Regions from separate parts of the Mus musculus genome. Here all the other regions are linked to region 4. The links are chromatin contacts, called in public Hi-C, Micro-C and promoter capture Hi-C maps. All regions are on one chromosome and are shown on one strand. Each heading gives the region's core, a stretch centred on a gene start, on an enhancer-like site or on the middle of the called end of the contact. The rest is flanking DNA. Distances are from core to core; before and after follow the strand shown.

What was found. Promoter capture Hi-C pulls out the DNA fragments that hold promoters and counts their contacts. A called contact is a pair of places that touch in the nucleus more often than the background predicts.
Region 1: a contact with region 4 is called in a promoter capture Hi-C map of liver, with 2.5 times the contacts expected there. The contact joins the promoter of E030025P04Rik here to the promoter of Helz in region 4. A contact is called at or near these places in 2 of 39 promoter capture datasets (hippocampal neurons and liver).
Region 2: a promoter capture Hi-C map of stem cell-derived epiblast-like cells shows a contact between it and region 4, with 7 times the contacts expected there. The contact joins the promoter of Rgs9 here to the promoter of Helz in region 4. A contact is called at or near these places in 4 of 39 promoter capture datasets (frontonasal cranial neural crest, hippocampal neurons, liver and 1 more).
Region 3: a contact with region 4 is called in a promoter capture Hi-C map of the HPC-7 cell line, with 6 times the contacts expected there. The contact joins the promoter of Arsg here to the promoter of Helz in region 4. A contact is called at or near these places in 7 of 39 promoter capture datasets (the 3T3-L1 cell line, the C10 cell line, the HPC-7 cell line and 3 more) and 3 of 115 datasets of contacts at active chromatin or transcription factors (embryonic stem cells and large pre-B cells).
Region 5: a contact with region 4 is called in a Hi-C map of CD8 T cells, with 4 times the contacts expected there. The contact joins the promoter of Dcaf7 here to the promoter of Helz in region 4. A contact is called at or near these places in 1 of 39 promoter capture datasets (pre-B cells) and 1 of 484 Hi-C or Micro-C datasets (CD8 T cells).
Region 6: a contact with region 4 is called in a Micro-C map of embryonic stem cells, with 4 times the contacts expected there. The contact joins the promoter of Axin2 here to the promoter of Helz in region 4. A contact is called at or near these places in 3 of 39 promoter capture datasets (embryonic stem cells, hippocampal neurons and liver), 2 of 484 Hi-C or Micro-C datasets (both in embryonic stem cells) and 3 of 115 datasets of contacts at active chromatin or transcription factors (all in embryonic stem cells).

What each region holds. Positions count from the first base shown.
Region 1 is chr11:109,142,837-109,145,715 of GRCm38.p6, reverse strand. E030025P04Rik (RIKEN cDNA E030025P04 gene) reads left to right here and starts at 1,347. Exons shown (of 3, transcript NR_037978.1): 1 at 1,347-1,897.
Region 2 is chr11:109,296,620-109,299,513 of GRCm38.p6, reverse strand. It overlaps Rgs9 (regulator of G-protein signaling 9), which reads left to right and starts at 1,333. Exons shown (of 19, transcript NM_011268.2): 1 at 1,333-1,576. The coding sequence starts at 1,520. It overlaps Gm39441 (a long non-coding RNA gene), which reads right to left and starts at 1,284. Exons shown (of 3, transcript XR_880277.3): 1 at 1,064-1,284.
Region 3 is chr11:109,472,032-109,475,062 of GRCm38.p6, reverse strand. Arsg (arylsulfatase G) reads right to left here and starts at 1,689. Exons shown (of 14, transcript NM_028710.3): 1 at 1,642-1,689. It overlaps Slc16a6 (solute carrier family 16 (monocarboxylic acid transporters), member 6), which reads left to right and starts at 1,465. Exons shown (of 6, transcript NM_001029842.2): 1 at 1,465-1,815. The coding sequence starts at 1,571.
Region 4 is chr11:107,546,199-107,549,270 of GRCm38.p6, reverse strand. Helz (helicase with zinc finger domain) reads right to left here and starts at 1,338. Exons shown (of 33, transcript NM_001368755.1): 1 at 1,290-1,338. It overlaps Gm39426 (a long non-coding RNA gene), which reads left to right and starts at 1,277. Exons shown (of 3, transcript XR_003949607.1): 1 at 1,277-1,350; 2 at 2,248-2,489; 3 at 2,604-3,072.
Region 5 is chr11:106,035,596-106,038,417 of GRCm38.p6, reverse strand. It overlaps Dcaf7 (DDB1 and CUL4 associated factor 7), which reads right to left and starts at 1,546. Exons shown (of 7, transcript NM_027946.3): 1 at 1,157-1,546. The coding sequence starts at 1,294.
Region 6 is chr11:108,918,854-108,921,725 of GRCm38.p6, reverse strand. It overlaps Axin2 (axin 2), which reads right to left and starts at 1,377. Exons shown (of 11, transcript NM_015732.4): 1 at 1,165-1,377.

The DNA.
Region 1 (2,879 bases), core at 98-2,597, 1.6 Mb before region 4:
AAGGAGGACGTGCTTAAGAGAACAACTACGGAAGTATTTCAGCTTGACTGGGGCAGACGATATTGACAAGAAGGCATCGGTTGGAGACAAACATGAAATACTTACTGGCCTTAGTAGGCAGATGATTCCAGCCATGATCTTAAGGTCTTACATGGTAAGGATCCTAAGATGAGTTGCTAACCTGACTCCAAATCAGACCTTACAGAGAACAGCCAAAGGGTCTGGAAAAGAAAGGAAGTGAAGCCCACCTCCAAGAGTTCCAAAGGATGGAGGGTCTCATTCTGCATGCTTGCTTGGCGAGGTTACGACAAATGCCTGGCTCGATTCCAAGTTCCTAGAAACAATGTTTACAAGATAGTGCCTTTGTTCCTCAAGAAGTAAATACATAGAATCCCAAGTCCAAGCCAGGCGAAGGCCATTGCAGTTCTGTTTCCCTCAGTCCTAAGAGTCTAGCACTCCAAGGACATGGGATGGACGCTAATAACCAAGCTTTATACAGCATCTGGCAACGGCACTCATAAAATCCAGAGAGATTACACGGCCTGGGAAATGGTGCAATTAGTTAGATTTATAACCAGCTGACAGATTGTACCCAAAGGATGCTGATAAACAGGATATAGAATCTCCTAAATGGAGACCTTCAGGAATGAGACAGATATCGTCAATAAGTAAGAGTGGGCTGTGTGCCTGATAACAGGGGACAGTTGGGACAGAGGCCAAACAGAGAGCCTGTGTATCGACTACCAGATGTGCTCATTGCACGAGTCCCAGGTAGAGTGCATAGTCTACAACCTACATAACTGTATACAGCTGCTCCAGCTGTTGGGTTGTGGTTCTGGTGTTGACATAGCTTCAATCGTTCAGGAGAAGCTTTAAAAAATAATCCAGTGTTGGCCACTAATTCAAAGGTAAAATAAAAAAGAAACATAAAATATTATTCAGTCCAAACATAGCACATCTGCAGGCCTCATCTGGCAGCTGGACCATCAATATGTGAACTCTGACCCCAGAAAGATTTTCAGTAGCATGGGGCTGTGTCATGTGTCCACTTCTATTCAACATGTTTATCAATGACTTAGATTAAACTCTAGAAAATATGAGGGTCAAATTGATTATTGATCCAAAGCCAGAGACACAGCTGGATGGCCAACTCTGGATTCTCAATCACTTCAAGAGACAGAGACTAGGACTGGGTTATGCAAGAGGACCTCTGGAGTAAACAAACGTTAGATCACGTCCTTGGGCAGGGTGTGTGTGTGTGTGGGGGGGGACGGGACAGGGACTGATCCACACAAGAACACATGACTTACCAGAGCACGTGGTAAGAGGGGAAATGCTGCAGAGTCTTTGCTGCCCACAGATCAGCAAACACACACTGGTGTGATGTGGTTGCCAAGATGAGAAGGAATTTTCAGCTTCACCAGGGGGAACAGATCCCATTCTGCTGGGGCCAGTGGCAGCTGGAGCTTTGCCCTTGGTTCTGGGAACGCTCTGAGATGGATGACTGCGAGATTTGCAGCAAGGAGGGCAAAGGGATTGAGCACTACTCAAAAGGAGAGTGAGTAGCTAAAGATGTTAGGGCTTCCTCCTCCCTTAGAGAACAGAAGTCTTGGCGTGTAACTCCTGGGCTCTGACATCTGGGGAGTTTCGAATGGATGTCTCAGACAACACCAAAGAAGAAGAAAAAAACATACCAAGAACCAGAGTTTAGTCAACCCTTCAGATACTGCGTAAGCATGTCTCAGATTTGGGGGAAGGACTGTCCCCACCTCACCCCTGGGAGCAGCAGGAGGTGGGTCAACTTCAGCCAAGACCAGGATGGAAGGGATCCGACTGTTAGACGCGTGGCCGTCAGAGACACAGAGGACACAGCTAATAGGATGCAGAAAAGGCCCAGGTGAGAGTTAGCTGTGACATTTTTTTTTAAATAACCACTGAAACTAAATAGCCACATACAAACTTCTAACTTTGGCTGGTAAGGAACAGCGTATCAAACGAATTTAGGAGGAGGGGCCCGAGGCCAATGGGTACTTAGGAGACATCAACATGACAAACCATAGTTTCAAAAGTGGGGTTTCAAGTCGGGCGTGGTGGTGCACACCTTAAATCCCTGCACTTGGGAGGCAGAGGCAGGTAGATGTCTGTGTTTGAGGCTAGCCTGTTCTACAAAACGAGTTCCAGGACAGCCAAGGCTATACAGAGAAACCCTGTCTCGAAAAAAAAAAGTGGGGTTTCTTCTGGGGTTTCTTCACCGAGGACTTCAGGAAGACACCTCATCTTTTTCCACCTTATGTATCTCAGAGGGCCACACTTCCACAAAGATAATTTTTCTCACCAAGTCATGAGAACACTCCCCGTTCTAAGAATGTAGGAACCCATTGCTCTTCCCTCAGAATAGACTGGAATCTCTTCACAAAGCATTGAAATACAACATCTTCTTTCAACGACTGGAGGTAAAGCCCATTCTAGTGTCACAGAGGGGAGAAGGGGATCTCGGAGCGCTACATGGTTGCCTGAGGTCGTGGAGGTCTAAGTCTGCTCTAGCAAGCATTATAAGTGCCCCTCAGAGCAAGAGTCAGCAGACTCCAGGGGAGGCACAGGATCCCAGCTACAGACCGACTTCTGATTCTTTGCTCTTTCATAGGCCTTCACGCCAAATGTCCTGCTATAAAACAAAGGGCCTTCCCATTAAGAACTGGCATCATACTTGGCACGATAGTATATATCTGTAATCCCTGCAGTGCCCAGGAGGCTGAAGGAGGACTTTCCTGAGTCTGAGACTGGCTTAGGTTCATACAATGAGTTAAAGGTCAGCCTGTGCTATAGAGTGGGCACACACACACACACACACACACACACACACACACACACACACACAC
Region 2 (2,894 bases), core at 84-2,583, 1.8 Mb before region 4:
CCTCTATTTTCCTTACTCAGAATTTATAGAACTAAGAAATGCTGGCTTTATTTGCTTATGTGTATTCCGTGTAACACTAAACCCAGAAGTTGTTCCATGAGGAAACGTCAAGACATTGCAGCTTTTTCCTGGGATCCCAGCTCACATAAGGAACACGCTTCTCAGAGGTCTGGTATGATTGGCAGAAACCCCGGTCCTCTGCATCAACCCATCCCTGGAGAGCTCACATCCTTTTCACTGAAGTTTGTGATGTGGGGGCTTCTGCATGGGGCCCAGGGGAAACGAGCACTTTGACATTGTTTGCAAACTGGAGTCAGTGTTATGTGAACATGTGTGTGAGCATGCTTTCTGAGAGTGTCCACAGCGTTCAACGGATTCTTACAAATAAATGTGCCTGAAAGGAAAAAAAAATAGTGGATAAGGGCTTAGATGCTAAAGGTATACCAGTTGACTGAGCACCACTAAGGCGAATCCCTTTGTTCTTTTTCAACTTAAACATGCGAGATGCGACATTGTATATCTATCCTGCTTGTGTAGACTAAGTGGAGGCTTCATCCTTTTTTTTTTTTTCTGGATATATGCCAATATAGGCTCATCAATTGGTGACACATACCAATCTCCCCAGACAGGTTGACCCTGGAGGGGGGTTATGAATGTGTGGAGCAGGTGGCCACTCTGGAGGCATCTATTCTGTCCCATCTGCCCAATTTTTAGGTCAGTTTAAAAGTTCCTTTAAGAGTCTATTAAAGACAAACAAATACAAGTATCGGGAATTAGAAGTAAAATATAATTTGCCTAAGGGCACACAGTTAGCTAAAGAGTGTCTATGGGCTTCTTCACTTCTTCCTCTCTTGAAACCAACATCTTACTAGTTAGTCTATTTGTTAGGCCAATTAATAAAAGTCTACATCTGGTATTTTTTTTTATCTTAAATATCTATCTAGGAACAATCACAGCGTTGCTCACTTATCTATTAGAAGCTTCATGGACACTTCTATTGGATACCATGAAACTGTTTAAAATTTTCTCTTCTCTTATAAAGAAATTCTTAGCGCTGACTTACCCAAAGATGTCCAACTCTCCTGCAAGCTGGCGTCGGAAAGCTCCTTTCCCACTGTGCTCTGTCTCACTTCTGTATATAAAGAGATTAACAGGCTCACACACCTTGGGGCAGATGCTCTAGCTTCAGCATCCCTGATCTGGCCTTCCTACCTGAGGTTTGGTCCAGGTGGAGCCGGACGCCGCCCCCTGGTGGCAGGTGGGAGCCCGCGCAGTGCATGCTAATGAGCGCGCGGCGCTGCTCGCTGATTGGTTGGCGCGAATTCCAGCTGCTTTGCATGTCGGCGGGTGCGAGGGAGAGTCGAGGGGTGGAGGGCGGTATTCTGGGCCCTGCGCGCTCCGCTCTCTGTGCCTCCCGGTCTACGCCCAGGCTGGGGCAGACCAGGCTGGCTTGTGAACTTGGGGGTTTCCCCTTTCGCTCCCATTCGTGTTGTGGTCGTGAATTCATCCAGGGTCCAGAATGACGATCCGACACCAAGGCCAGCAGTACAGGCCGAGGATGGCATTTCTCCAAAAGGTACCCTGGGAATCCCCATCTGGACCCTGGCAAGTGGGCGGGGACCCAGTATGTGGAGTGTCCAAGGGAAGATTGGGCAGGGGCAGAGGGCGTCCATCTAGGTCGATCCGCGCTGCCCAATTTTACTAAATGACTTCTATGTGGCTCTATGTGTTGTATTTAAAAACCATAATGATTGGGTTTTCGCGTAAACTGTAGTGGAGAATTCGAAGGCAGCCGTGATGGTCTGCTGCAGGCCAAAAACAACCTGTTACTCAGGAGAGTGCTTGAAGCTGCGCGGTGATTTGAGACAGCCTATATTGTTACAAGGAATCGGCTATTAAATGAACATTTCCCCCAATACTAAACAGCAGGATTTTTAAGTGTGTGTATGCCTGTGTGTATAAAAAGACCAGGAAAATGTGATTTGTGGGATCAAGAGCCTCCCCTGATCCCAGGATGGCAATCTGTGTGTTTTCTGTATAGTTAGAACCGTTTCTTGTCGATGGCTAATGGCCAGAACAGGGTGTCCGTTCCCGATGGACATGTGGGAGGTGGAATGTACCTATGGGGTGACGTGTTTGGGGACAAAGTGGTTCATTTAGTTCTGGGCTTTTAAGTTAGACAGTGTGGGAAGAGACACTCACAGGATTAAGTCCCAGGTCACTTGTCTGCCCTACCTCTGGCTCATGCCACTTTTCATAGGATTATCCTGTTGAGGGAATTAGCCCGATGGATGTTCTGTGACAAGCTGGGCCCTCCCTGCCTTGAGCCTCTGGAGCTTAGCAACTGGGTGCAGTTGGTGACTAAGTATCCTAATCTACAAGATGTTAAAAGCTGGACAGACCTGGGCACACCAGGACATTCGGCACACCTGGTCATCTCCCCGAGAAGCCAGATAGAAGAGATGTAAGGGCCATGCCGTAAACAGAAGGGAACACTGTCTCACTCAGGAGAGTAGACAGTGCAGCTCCCAGCTCCTGAAAGGACAAGAGGCTGCCCAAGTCTGGTGGTCCAAAGTCGAACGTCATTTTCAGATCGTGTCTAGGCTGGTCTTCTCCTGCCGTGCAGGACGGCCCTGGCTTGGAGCTTAGAGCACCTATCTGTAGCACTCGTGTGTTTATCACTCCCATGCATCCTTTCCCTTGGCCTTCTGAGTGGTGTCTTGCTCTCCAGCATCCTCCCCCCACACCCCCGGCATGCTGTACCTCCACACAATCTTCCTCAGCTCCTCCTCAGACCCTCTCACTTCCTCCCCAGCCTGTCCTCTGATTCTCTCCATCCTAACCTTCCCCCCTCACCTCCACCCCAGCCTCCCCTTCTACACCCTGTCCAGTCC
Region 3 (3,031 bases), core at 440-2,939, 1.9 Mb before region 4:
TGGTGGACGGGTTGAAGCTAGGCGGTGCAGACCAGTTACAGACAGACCTTGGTTAAGAAAAAGAAGCCTGCGACAGGCGGTGGTGGTGCACGCCTTTAATCCCAGCACTCGGGAGGCAGAGGCCAGCCTGGTTTCAAAGCTGTCTTGAAAAAACCAAAAGAAAAAGAAAAAAGAACCCTGCGATCCCATCACTTTGGAGGCCGAGACAGGAGGATCTTCAGTTTTAGGTTAGTCTTGGCTTGGCTAGTGAGATCGTGTTTTTTAAAAACAAACAAACCAGGATTTGGGGGGGGGGGGGTCAAATATAAGTTTGAAGCCAGCGTGGACTACACCTGTCTGGGATGGGGTAAAGGTTTAATTATTCCCACAAATTTGCCAGTTATTATTCAGTGGTAGCCTGGCTGGACTACAGTGACCAGAGTAACACACTCTGCACCAATACACCTGCCTCCTCACTTAGCCACACCAGAGCCTATTGACAGCACTGGGTGACTGCATTCCCAAATCCTGGGGGAAATGACAGAGCAAGGAAAGGTTTTTATTAAAATTTTGAACCGGTGCTCCTCCCGGTGGGTGGCGACCCTTCAGGCACACTCCCAAAGTAGGTTCTCTGCAGTTTCTAACATCAGAAAGACAATCTCTGAGCCACAATCAACCGACGTGGGTTGCCTAAGTCTGAGGGGGGAAGGGGGGGGAATGCAGAGGAACAGGGCTTTTGCTGTGAGGCAGTACCCAGTTTTTCTCCAGAGGTGTGAGATGGAGTCCAGGAAACCAACTTTGCGCCCCCTCTGGCTCTGAACAGTCCCTAATCCTCAGACACGCGCTGTCCTCAGGAATAACTCGGGCTTCTCCGGAAGCATCCATTTAGTTCATAGTGACCTTTGGGATCAGGGGGCTTGGAGGTTTGGGGGTCTCGATCCCCCCAGAAGCCTCCTGGGGGGGGGGGGGGTTAAGGCTGCCGTGCACCTGTGCTCACGCCGCCTCCCGCCTAGGCGGGTGCGCGCGCACGGAGAAGCGGAGATGCTGACTCAGCCAGGCTTCTCCCATCTCTTTCGCGCAGCGCGGATGCTGGCGGCTGGTGGCTGCTGCGGCTGCAAACAAGGCAGCACGGGGAGGGGAGGCGGGGGAACACGACAGTGCACCGGCAGCAACCCAGCCGCGGGCTCCTTAGGGCCCATTGCGGCACTTCCCCCCGCATGCCCGGAAGGGGAACTGGCGGGGCGCGCGAGTTGACGAAATTTGGGGGGGAAGTGGTCTCTAGAGGAGGAACTCGGGATCCCGCGCGTGCTCCGCTCACACCCAAACTGGAAGGAACCTGTTCAGTCCGGGACCAGGGACGCGCGGGACCAGCCCAAACGCGCGCCTCCCCTGCCCTCCCAACCCCCCCTCCCCAGCCTCCTCACTGGCTCCCCAAATCCTCAGGGCGCGGGCGGACCCGGGAGCTGCGCTCGGAGAGGGGGTGCAGGGGCGCACTCGGTCGCCCCGGGCTCGATCGCGCTCCCGCTCGCACTGCAGCTAAGTGCCGGGGTCCGATCGGGCCGGGATCACACGGGCACGCGCGGATGAGGGGATGAGGGCGTCGGGCCAAGGACCCCAGAGGCGTCGGCGGGGATGGGCGACCCGCGATGACAGCGCGGTTACCTTCCGTGACCCCCAGCCCCGGCAGCCGGCAGGCGGGGCGCGTGCCTTGCGCGGCCCCGATCCACGTGGGCCCGCGCGCGCGCACCAGGCCGGCCCCCTCCTTGCAGGCGCTCGGCGCTCCCAGCACATGGTCGGCGGCGCGCCCCCGAGGCCGGCGGAGACCGGCTGCAGCCGGTATAGGATAAGAGATAGGCAGAGAGAAGCGGGGCCGGGGCGCGGGCGGCGGCACGCACGGCCCGGGAGGAGGCGACAGGGTTGGGGGGCGGGGGGAGGGTGTGGCTCGGGTGGCCGAGGCTGGCGTGGGTTGGGGGCCAGGGTACTCCAGGCTCCCCGCCCGGAGCCAACTTGATAGAGACTCTGGCCCACGCCCTAAGGGGTTAAACCTTTTTCTCATGTTACGGAGCGGTTTATAAGAAGGCTCCGGAGGCCCAGCCTCCGCCTTATTGGGTGCCTTTTGGGGTTTATTCTCTTCCCTTCTAACTTGGTGAGTTGGTTTTATTATTTTACACGCTTAAAAGTTTGATTGTGGGGTATGGGTGTTTGTTTGTTTGTTTTTTAATATGTGTTGGGGCCTTTTTTTTTTTTTTAAGGGCGGGGAGGAGGAAAGCTTTTAACATTTTAAAGAGGTTAATCCGAAAAATATTCTGACAGTTGGGAGTGTTCGGAGCCACTGGGATGACGCGCTCGGGCAGTTGTGGGCAACTGAGAGTTGAATGTCCATGACCCTAAGTATAGATGGGTTCCAGGAAATACCTTAAAGGGTGCCCTGGCCTTTGATCGTCCCCAACCCGGGGTGAAAGGAGCCAGGCTGTGAGGCGAGTCCGGCGACCGTCTCAGACCCTCTCTGGATTTTCCTCATGAAGTTGCCGGCGCGTCAGCAGAGCGAAATGTCAGAGAGGTACCTTCCTTCCCCGGGCTCGCGCGCGCACCCAAGGCGGCCACTGAGGCAGCACGAGGGAAAAGTGGAACTTCGGGTCTCCATCCCTGTTACCCCCCTCCCCAGGGCGGTCCCGGAGAGAGACAGATTTCCCTTCGGAGCGTGGGTCCCACACCTTGCCGGGCTGCACTGTCACCCGCTTGCTGCCTGCTGGTCGGTCCCGCACAACTTCCAAGGTCCGCCGGGCTACCAGCGGCAGCAAAGTGTCGTGCAGCTGAACGGCTCCAGGCGTGGGGGGAGAATGATTTTAAAGAGGAAATAGGTTAATTTCCTTCTGGGTTGTTCTCAATCCCTGCACCGCAGCAGACAAGTGATAGAAGTTTGTTAGATGGCGTGTAAAAATGTCATCGAACAACAGGGTAGGGGGGAAGATCGTAGGAATTGAGGAACCCATTACAACTCCTTAACCTGGAAGCTGGTGGTTTGTACAGCTAGGCACTGTGCTGGCTGCTT
Region 4 (3,072 bases), core at 89-2,588:
TTTAGTAAAAGAATATGGATACACTTCAAGTGGAAAAAGTTATTTAAAAAAAAAAAAAAAAAAGATACAGGATGAAGCTTTGGAGGGGAAAAAAATTTGCTTCTTTTACCTAAAATTGAAAATATTTTCTTTCAGCAACAGATTAGAAAATAGTCTTCAACCTTAAACATAATAAACTCATCTATTCTACACTGATTAGTCTTACTTTCAAAAATAAAAGAAGGGAGAAAAAAATCAAGGAGGGGGGGAAAAAAGCTATTCATATGAGTGAAGAGAGCAAAATCAAGAACAAACTAGGCCAGATAACGTCTCCCTCTTCCCCCGGCTGCTCCCGGCATCCACTATCTCTGAAGTTACACTTCTGATTATCCTAATGGCTTGTCTAAAAAGTGTAACTTTGCAAGGGAGAAAGGATGCCAATTTCGGAGCTCAACAAAAAAAAAAAAAAAAAAAAAAAAAAACAAGGTTCCCAACCCAAAAGGAATCTGAAGGCTCTGGCTTCCAGCCCTGTCTGTGAGGACCCTCAGCAAAGGCCAGGGGGCAGAAGACTCAACTCATTTTGGGGAGAGAAATCACAGTTCCTACTTAGGACTATGTGTCCGAGCCCTTGAGGGTAAAGAGAGAGAAGGAAAGAAAGGGGCCTTTGGAGACACCTCCAGGAAGAGACTGTGCATTTGTTTTTGTAGATGTGCTCACGGGCCACGCATGTCCCAGGAGGGGGGCGGGGAGAGGGGGACCACAGTGAATCTTGAGCAGAGCCCTCTGCTGGGGAGGGGCGCCCCCTGACCCACTTTCGTGCTGTCCCCTGCCCTGGGGTCGCCGCCCCACCCTGGGTGGAAATGCTAACCCGGAGGGCTGCACCGCGCGCGGCGTGGGAGGCCGCCCGCTCCCCACCCTAAGCCGCGACCCTGGGGCGCGGGGCGTGCGGGGACCCCAGGGTCGGCCCGTGCCGGAGCAGCCTCGCGCGGGCTCCCGGGTCCCCCCGAACCTCGGGCGTGTGCAAGGACCCTCGGGCCACCGCCTGGGTCCCTGGCACCTCAGCCCCCCAGCGGAGGGAAAAGGAGATTGAGGAGGGGAAGAAACAGTAAACAGCTCCAGCGTCCGGGCCTCGCCTCTGAGAGAGCCCCGCTCCCCAGGCCCTGCCGGCGGCCGGCGGGATCCCCCGCTGTCCCCGGGGCCGCGCTGTCCCGGACCCGGAGCACCCGAGGAGAGTCCGGGCCTCTCCCCGGATGGCTCTGGAGGCTCCTGAAGCGACCCGGGCAGCGGAGAACGGGGAAGTCAGGACTTACCTGTCATTACTTTCTACGCCATCTTGGATCCACTTGTCAACGTCCCCACAAAGCATTATGGGTAAGAAAGAGCCTTTAAAGTGACTCCCCCCCCCCCTCGGCCCCCGACTCCCGCCTCCCGCCGCCGGCGCCGCCCCCTCCGGCTGCACCTCCCTCCGGAAAGTTGGCCCCAGAGGCCCGCCCGGCCCCCTTCAGCGCCTGCGAGACTTCTCAAGGAACACCCCTACTCACACACCCAGTTTTCCAACTGTGCCTTTGGGGTGCTCTCTCTTCCCCCCACCCCCGTCCCTATCTCCCCCATTCCTTACGCGAGCTGCTGTCTGCCCCGCCGCGATCCTGCCCTAGTAGCCAGATACCCTACTCCTGCATTCAATCAACACGGCGTGTCCCGGACGCGGGTGGTGTGTGAGCCGGCTAGCGGATGCATAGATGTATGCAGGGATGCATGAGCGCATGAATGCGCACGCCTGCGAGCGGTTCCCCCAGCTCCAGGTCCTTGCTACCGCTCGCGCTTCCCGCCCCGGGGCATCCGCCAGGCATGTCGCACTCGCGCGCGGGGACAGTGTCGGTATCCTAAGAAGCCACTCTGGGGCCCTAGGATCCCAGGAACTCGGTGAAACGCCGAGTCAATCCGCCCGCAAAGCTGCAATTGGGATCTGGGAAGGTTAAGCTAAATGCAACTTTTACCCCAGTTTACTCGCGCGGTCCCCTCCTCTTGGCCGGTAATGTGATCTGCGACCCTCTAGGTCGGAGGACCCCCTCCCCTAGGAATGTGGCTTTAGAATTCAGCCGGGTTAGAGTCCAAATTGTGGACTGTGACTTCCCCATGCAGGTAACTCAAGAGAACCCGGCTGCAGAGTCCGGGTGGGGCGTGGATGCGCGCCTGGGCCGGGAGGGGGTCCCCCGGGTGGGTTGGGGGGTAGTGCCTACCGCGTTTCAACTGTCCTGTTCCCACAAGGCGGCGACCCCAGGCGGCGGGACAAGGTAGAGGGCGGGCGCCACGCTGGCTCTGGGCAGAGAGAGGAGGGGGATGTCCAGAGTGGCTTGGAGGCGACCAGGACGCAGGAAGTAGGAGGCGACCGTGCGCCGGCAACAGACCTTTGCGAGCATCCCGCGGGCATCTGCTTTCTGGTTGCAAGACAAGCCCAGCGCTTTCCCCGCCCCTCCCGCGTTGCTTCAGGCGAGCAACACCTAGCTCAGGTGACCACCCCTTTTGCTCCATGAAGTACCAGCTCCTTGCAGCCCTAGTCCTGCCAGAAATGTAGGTCTGTTCATTAACTCCCCACCCCCACCCTATACATTCTCTTCCTCCAGTGTCAGCACTGCTGAGTTTGAGGACCTCTAGATGCTCGCCTCCCCGGAGCAAGATTTGTGTCCAAAAGAAAATGCTCCGAGACTTCCGGGTAGATCCTGTTGTTTAGCTTTAGCGAGGGTTTAATCCCCAGTAATAAATAAATCTCCAATATACCAAAGCTTGCTGTTAAATGGTTCTGTAAATTCAAAGATCCTGAGGCAACAGGCACTATCGCGCAAACACACTCTTTTCGGTGCAAAGGGTCTTAGATCTACCTTTTTTAGTCACCTCTGGATCCCACCAGAGCAGTCTTTAGCTACCTGGGTGATTGCTGACAACCTCTGCCCGCAGGGAGCCAAAAGCTCCACCATTCTATTGTCTCAGCCTGAAGAGAAGGGTGAGGTGCGGACTCATTAAGGGATTGGCCCCGGGGTCACTCTTGAGGGAGGGAGCAGGTGAGTCATTCCAACGGACTAGGAAGAGGTTTTC
Region 5 (2,822 bases), core at 297-2,796, 1.5 Mb after region 4:
TGACGTCTAGACAATCAAAGGCCATCCTTTTCACCCTTTTCTCAAAGAAGATGCCAAAAAATGGTGACCCTTTCCCAGAGAAACACATGTGCTCCCGAAATACCATAAACAAACCTAAAATGCTCAAATGTTTTCACCTGACCCTTCACATATAAAACAGAAGCCCTCTCCTAGATCACTGTGGGTCAAAAATAATAAAATCTGGTTTGTTCAATGCCTTATAGCTAAATCCTAGACCACCTACTTCTTCCACTGCTCCCACCATCTTGTCATTTGTCTCCAGTCTGATGTTCATAAGAGTAAGGCAGAGTACTGGCTATAAATACCACTGGCCAAAGCTTTCAGTATCTCTGATTACTGTCATTCATTTTTTTTTTTTTAACTCAAATTACAACAAAAGAATGAAGGTAAGAGATTAGGGAAAGAAAATTCTTCTCAATACTTTCAAACCTATACCCTGCATATAAAAATTCTCTCCTTCTGCCAGTGTTTTGATGAAGTGATGATGTCCAGCAATGCTGCAAATGAATGTGTAAAGAACCACGAAAAGAACAGGTCAAACGTCATCTTTCTCTATTCAGAAATAATGGCGGGATAATGCCACAGACTAAGGTTTCCAAGGATAGGCTGTTTGGGGGAGGGTGAACATCAAGGAGCAAAACCAATGACCAATGACAACCTAGCATTAGGGCTCTGTATCCATGAGAAACACCTGAGATGGGGAAGATCTTGCAATAAATAGCCCTAACAGAAATCTCGCGTGGCCAGGAATGCACGACCACCAATCCAAGCGCCGCATCTTCCTCCACTGCCTCTCTCCCGCCCCCCACCTAGCAACAGAAGCACTGCGACAGGAGTGGGGGAAATGAGAGGGACGGAGGACATAGCTTTGGGGGTGTGACTCCGATCTGAAACCTGCTACTACCATCGAAAATCTTATCTGCCTCAGGCATGTCACAACACCGTGCCTCGGTTTCCCCCGGCTGTCAAAACTAAATAAGAGGCAACGAGTGTGACAACCTCAGCGACAGGACCACAGAGGACCCACCCCCTTGTTGTGGTCAAGGCGAGTTTGCAGGAGAGTTGTGGGGACCGGGGCTGCCGCCCACCTCGAGCGTTCCCCGCCGGCTACACGCTGAGCCCCGGCACAACTCACCTTGTTGTTGTACTCTTCCACGAAGCTGCCCAGCGCCAGGCGAAAGCGCTTGTCCGGCCGCACGCTCCAGTTCATGGCGTACACAGTCCAGGGCGCTTCATATTTGTAGATCTCCTTCCGTTTGCCGTGCAGGGACATGGTGGCGGCTGGGCCGCAGAGCCGGCCAGAGAGGCAGCGGGCTGGGGCACAAGACAGGCGGGGACCCGGGCTTGGGTCCGCGGGTCCGAGGGGAGGCGGGGCCGGGGCGGTCAAGAACGGCCTAGCCCTCCAGCGGGTCCTCGGCTACACACACTCACACTCGGCCGGGCCCGACCACCAGTTTCAAACCAGCTCGGGCAGCGCTACCACCTTCCGTTTGGGATGCCGGCCCGCCCTCTCGGAACGGAAGCCACGCGACCCCGCAGCGGCGACGAGCGTTGGCTGCCGGGTACGTCCTTTCCAAACTGTTCCTTCTTTTCATTGGTCGACACAGTTGTAGCGCCCGCGCCCTCCTTACTATTGGTGAAAATGTTTGTCATTCTGCTCATTAGCCCCGCCCAGCTCCTGGAGGCGGGCTCTTTTGAAGTCCCAAAGATCATTGGCTACCCAAGATGTCAGTCAAGGGGATAACGGCGCAGTGCGGGTGAATGGGGGCGTGGGTGGCATGGGGGCAAGTGTGCCCCTCTACTGATCCAAATTCTAGGCCAAGAGTAAAGCCTGCTATTTCTCCTCTGCTGCTGCTGTTCTGATCACCTCTCTCCACTGACAGTAACTGTCAAACCTACCTTCATGGAGGACCACCTGCGTTTATTACATCTCCCTATGTCCGGCGGTCCCTCAGTCTTTGCCAAACGGGAACTCTCTCCAGCTCCAATGCCCACCTTTTAACTGTTCTCTTTCAGGCATGATAGAAACGTCCAGGGACAGGCTAGATTGATTAAGGCTTTCCTGCGCTTTCCTACAGACACTAAAGAGACTCCTGAATTCTGGGATCGATTTGCAAATGACCTGGCTATTAGTCACTTACCTTCTTCCTCTGGGATGTTCAGAAGCCAAATGGTAATCCAACTTTAAATGCTTATATGCCATGAGTTTGAAATGCAGAAAAACCTGGATCTAGGTACACCAATATAAATGTAAATTCTTTCAACGATATTGAAAGGGGTTGTATTGAATTGTTAGGCAGTACTTTAAAACACGTTAATTTTACGTGTATTTGTATGTGCCCGAGTATAAGTAAGTGTACTACATGTGAACAGTTGCCCACGGAGGTCAGAAGAGGCATTCAATCCCCTGGAACTGGAGTTAGTTACAGATGGGAATCCAACCCAGGTCTGCTGCAAGAGCATCCAGTGCCCATAGGGCTATCCTACCTCTCCAGTCTGTAAAATACAATTTTTAATGGATACAAACACTTGGAAGCCTTGAGGGACAATAGTATACACTTATCAACCATCTTTTAGTAATGGCCACCTGTATGAACAAGTCTACTGGGCACTTTTATTTTTACATAGAGCCTAGGCATGGTGTTACACACCTCTAATCCAGCTCTTGGGAGGTAGAGTCAGGAGAACCAGAAAGTCACTCTTATCCTGGGCTACAGAGCCAATTAGAGGCAGCCTGGGCTAGTTGAGAATCTGTTTCAAAATAATAAAAGTTAAAAGAAAATTAACTGGATACCTAGGTG
Region 6 (2,872 bases), core at 128-2,627, 1.4 Mb before region 4:
CGGGGGGACGGGAGCGCCCTGGGCTCTGGCCGGTTCTACCCTCAGACTGAGCCTTCACCAGCGCTCCCGGCACCTAAGCGCGGACCCGCGGATGGGAGGGGGAGACTAGTGGGGAAAGAAGTGGGAGGGGGCGGTGGAAGGGCGGGGAGGGCAAGCGGGGGGCGCCGCCACCCTTTCATCCCACCTTCCAAAAGCACTCGCATGAACACGCACACCCCAACTCATCCACACCCACGGCGACTCGACCCCCGAGGGCGAGCTGCCCGTCTCCGCCTCCGTCCCCAACGCCACTTGGAGAAGTCTCCCTGACCGGCCCCCCGCCACCCCGGACCCCGCGCAGGGGAGGGGACTCCAGCTCACCGCGCGCAGGGCCGCCCGGCCAAACCCCCCGGAGCGCTGGGCGCCGAGCCCGCCGCTTCCCCTCCGCGCGGGCCCGGAGCGCGCCCCGAAATAGCCGGCCTGCCAACTTCAAAGCGCCGCCCCGCACATCAAAGCGCGCCGGCCGCCGGACCGCCGCGGCCTCGGCACTCACCATTGATCCGCTGGCGCACTCCTTGCGGAGACCTCGCAGGCGCCGCGGGCAGAGCCCCTGCCCGGGTCCCCCGCTGGACTCGCAGAGGCTGCCCCGGGGCCCCCCCGGGCCCGCCCGGGCGTGGGGAACATGAGGAGTCTCGCGGAGGCGGAGGAGGGGGTGCACGGAAAACAACGATCCCGAGGTCTGCGCCGGGTTTTTTTTGGGGGGGGGGATCGTGCGCCCCGCTGCCCCTTTTATGCAAAAGATCCGAGTGGGCCTCCGCCCCCACCGCGGCCGCCCCCGGCCCCCGCCCGGCCGGCTTTCAACCCAGGTCCTGTTTCCAGCAGTCACTAGGCGCACCAAATGTCCTCCGGGCGCTTCCAACAAAAACTGCGCTGTGGATTTAACTGTGCACTTCAAAGGCGCGAGCCGAGCGCACGGTCCTGGAAGGGAGGTATGCGAGCCGCACCCGGGCCAGCCCAGCGCGCTCCAGCGCCCCTTTTGGGGGGCCGTGCAATCCGCACCCCTCTACTACCCCGGCCTGCTCCCGGTCGCCCCCTCCCGCGGCCCCGCGCCCCGCTGCCAACCGCCCCCGGCCGCACGGAGCTTTCTTAGAAACGGCTGCGACGGGACCGAGCCTCCGACCCCACCTTTTACAGCAAAGCTCTCCTTTGGGGAGGCGGACGCCTCGGCCTCCGGGTGGCCCCGAAATCCATCGCGAACGGCTGCTTATTTTTATTTCCCGGTTCTTGGGCTGTTACTGAGTTGCCAGGACCTTATCAAAGCGCAGCCGGCTCCAGCCGACTCCCCCGGGCCGGGCTCGGGGAGCCAGTGATCCCGCCGCGCCAATCACAGAGGCGCTCGGCCGGCCCGCGCGCCGCCCGCCTTAAAGGGACAGCGCGCGCCCGCTCTGCCCCGCCCCGGCCCGGCCCCCGTGGCACACTCAGCTCCCGCGTTAACCCTTCCTTGGCCCTCGTCTGCCCCCCGCCGGCTGCTGGCGGCCCCGGGGTGTTCTCGGCCGGAGTTCTGATTGATTTCATGTTTCAAGTTCTCCAGCCTCTGCTCATGTCTCCTCCCCCTGCCTACCTAGCGCTCTCCAGCTCTAGAATGCCAGTTTCTCTCTGGCCATTGCAAGAACTGCAATAAAGCACCCGCCCCCCCCCCGCCCCCCTCCATCAAATCAAACACGTTCCTACCTTTTTTCAAATTTCCCTGGGAATTTGGAGAGCCTTCTGGTAGGAGCTAGATCCGCTGGCCAATTCTTAGGGCGTACTCTGACTCAGAAGGCATGATGTGTGTGTATGTGTGTGTGTGTGTGTGTGTGTGTGTGTGTGTGTGTGTGTGCACTTGTGCTCCAGTATCTATTTGCACTAATATAGAAATAGTTTGTGGACAGTTGTGTTTGGATGAAGATGGGCGGTTGTGAATTTGTCTCCACAGTGGAATCAAGGTGCGCACCTCAGTTCCCCAATATTGCAACCTTACACATCAGTCAGCACCTTCCTTGCACACTCATGGACCTCTTTCCCCAACAAATCCGTGCCCACCACACTCTCCCAAAGGGCTGCCACCATCCCATATGTTACTTATTAAACAGCCGTGGAATGCCTCCCACACATACGCGGTGTTAAAGTATTAAAAATTCACCCCACTGTCACCTTCGAATTCCTTTCCACATTCTCCCCAAAATATTTATAAGGCACGGGCCTTAAAAAAATATGCCATAAGTTCAGAACACTTATTCATTCATCTGTTGTTGTAGAGCATTTCCCCGTGGATGAGCTGATAAACTTGCGGGGGGGGGGGGGGGGGGGGAATGGAAGTGAGTAGGTAGCCTGATAGAGTTCTTACTTCACAAACGCTCAGTTCCGCCCCAACCCCTGCACCACATAAGCCAGAGTTGGTGACACATGGCTGCCACCCCAAGGTAGAGCCAATCAATAGAATGAGAATTCCAAGACCAACTTAGTAAAATGGAAGCCAGCCTGGGCTACCTAAGGCTCAATCTCTCAGAGACAAAGCAGTAACACAACAGCAGCAACAAAATATCAACAGCGGAGCCCAGGGCAAAGTAATCCAAAGAGAGGAAAGCCGAGAGAAGCAAGGGCCTGGCCTTCTGAAGGGAGGGCGAACATTCCGCTTTGGAGACTTTGAAACAGGTAAGAAACATGGCTGTCCAAAGAGGGAAAAGTGTCCCCCATGTTCTACTGGAGAAAGAACCCGGGCTGCAGCAAAGGGCCAGAGAGCTCACACACCTTAGGCCTCAAATTCCACAGCCTAGAAAGGAGGCCCGGTGGGTCTCATCCTCCTGCTCTTCCTCCATGGTCAATGTACCTGGGTTTCCTTGCAACCAGAGCT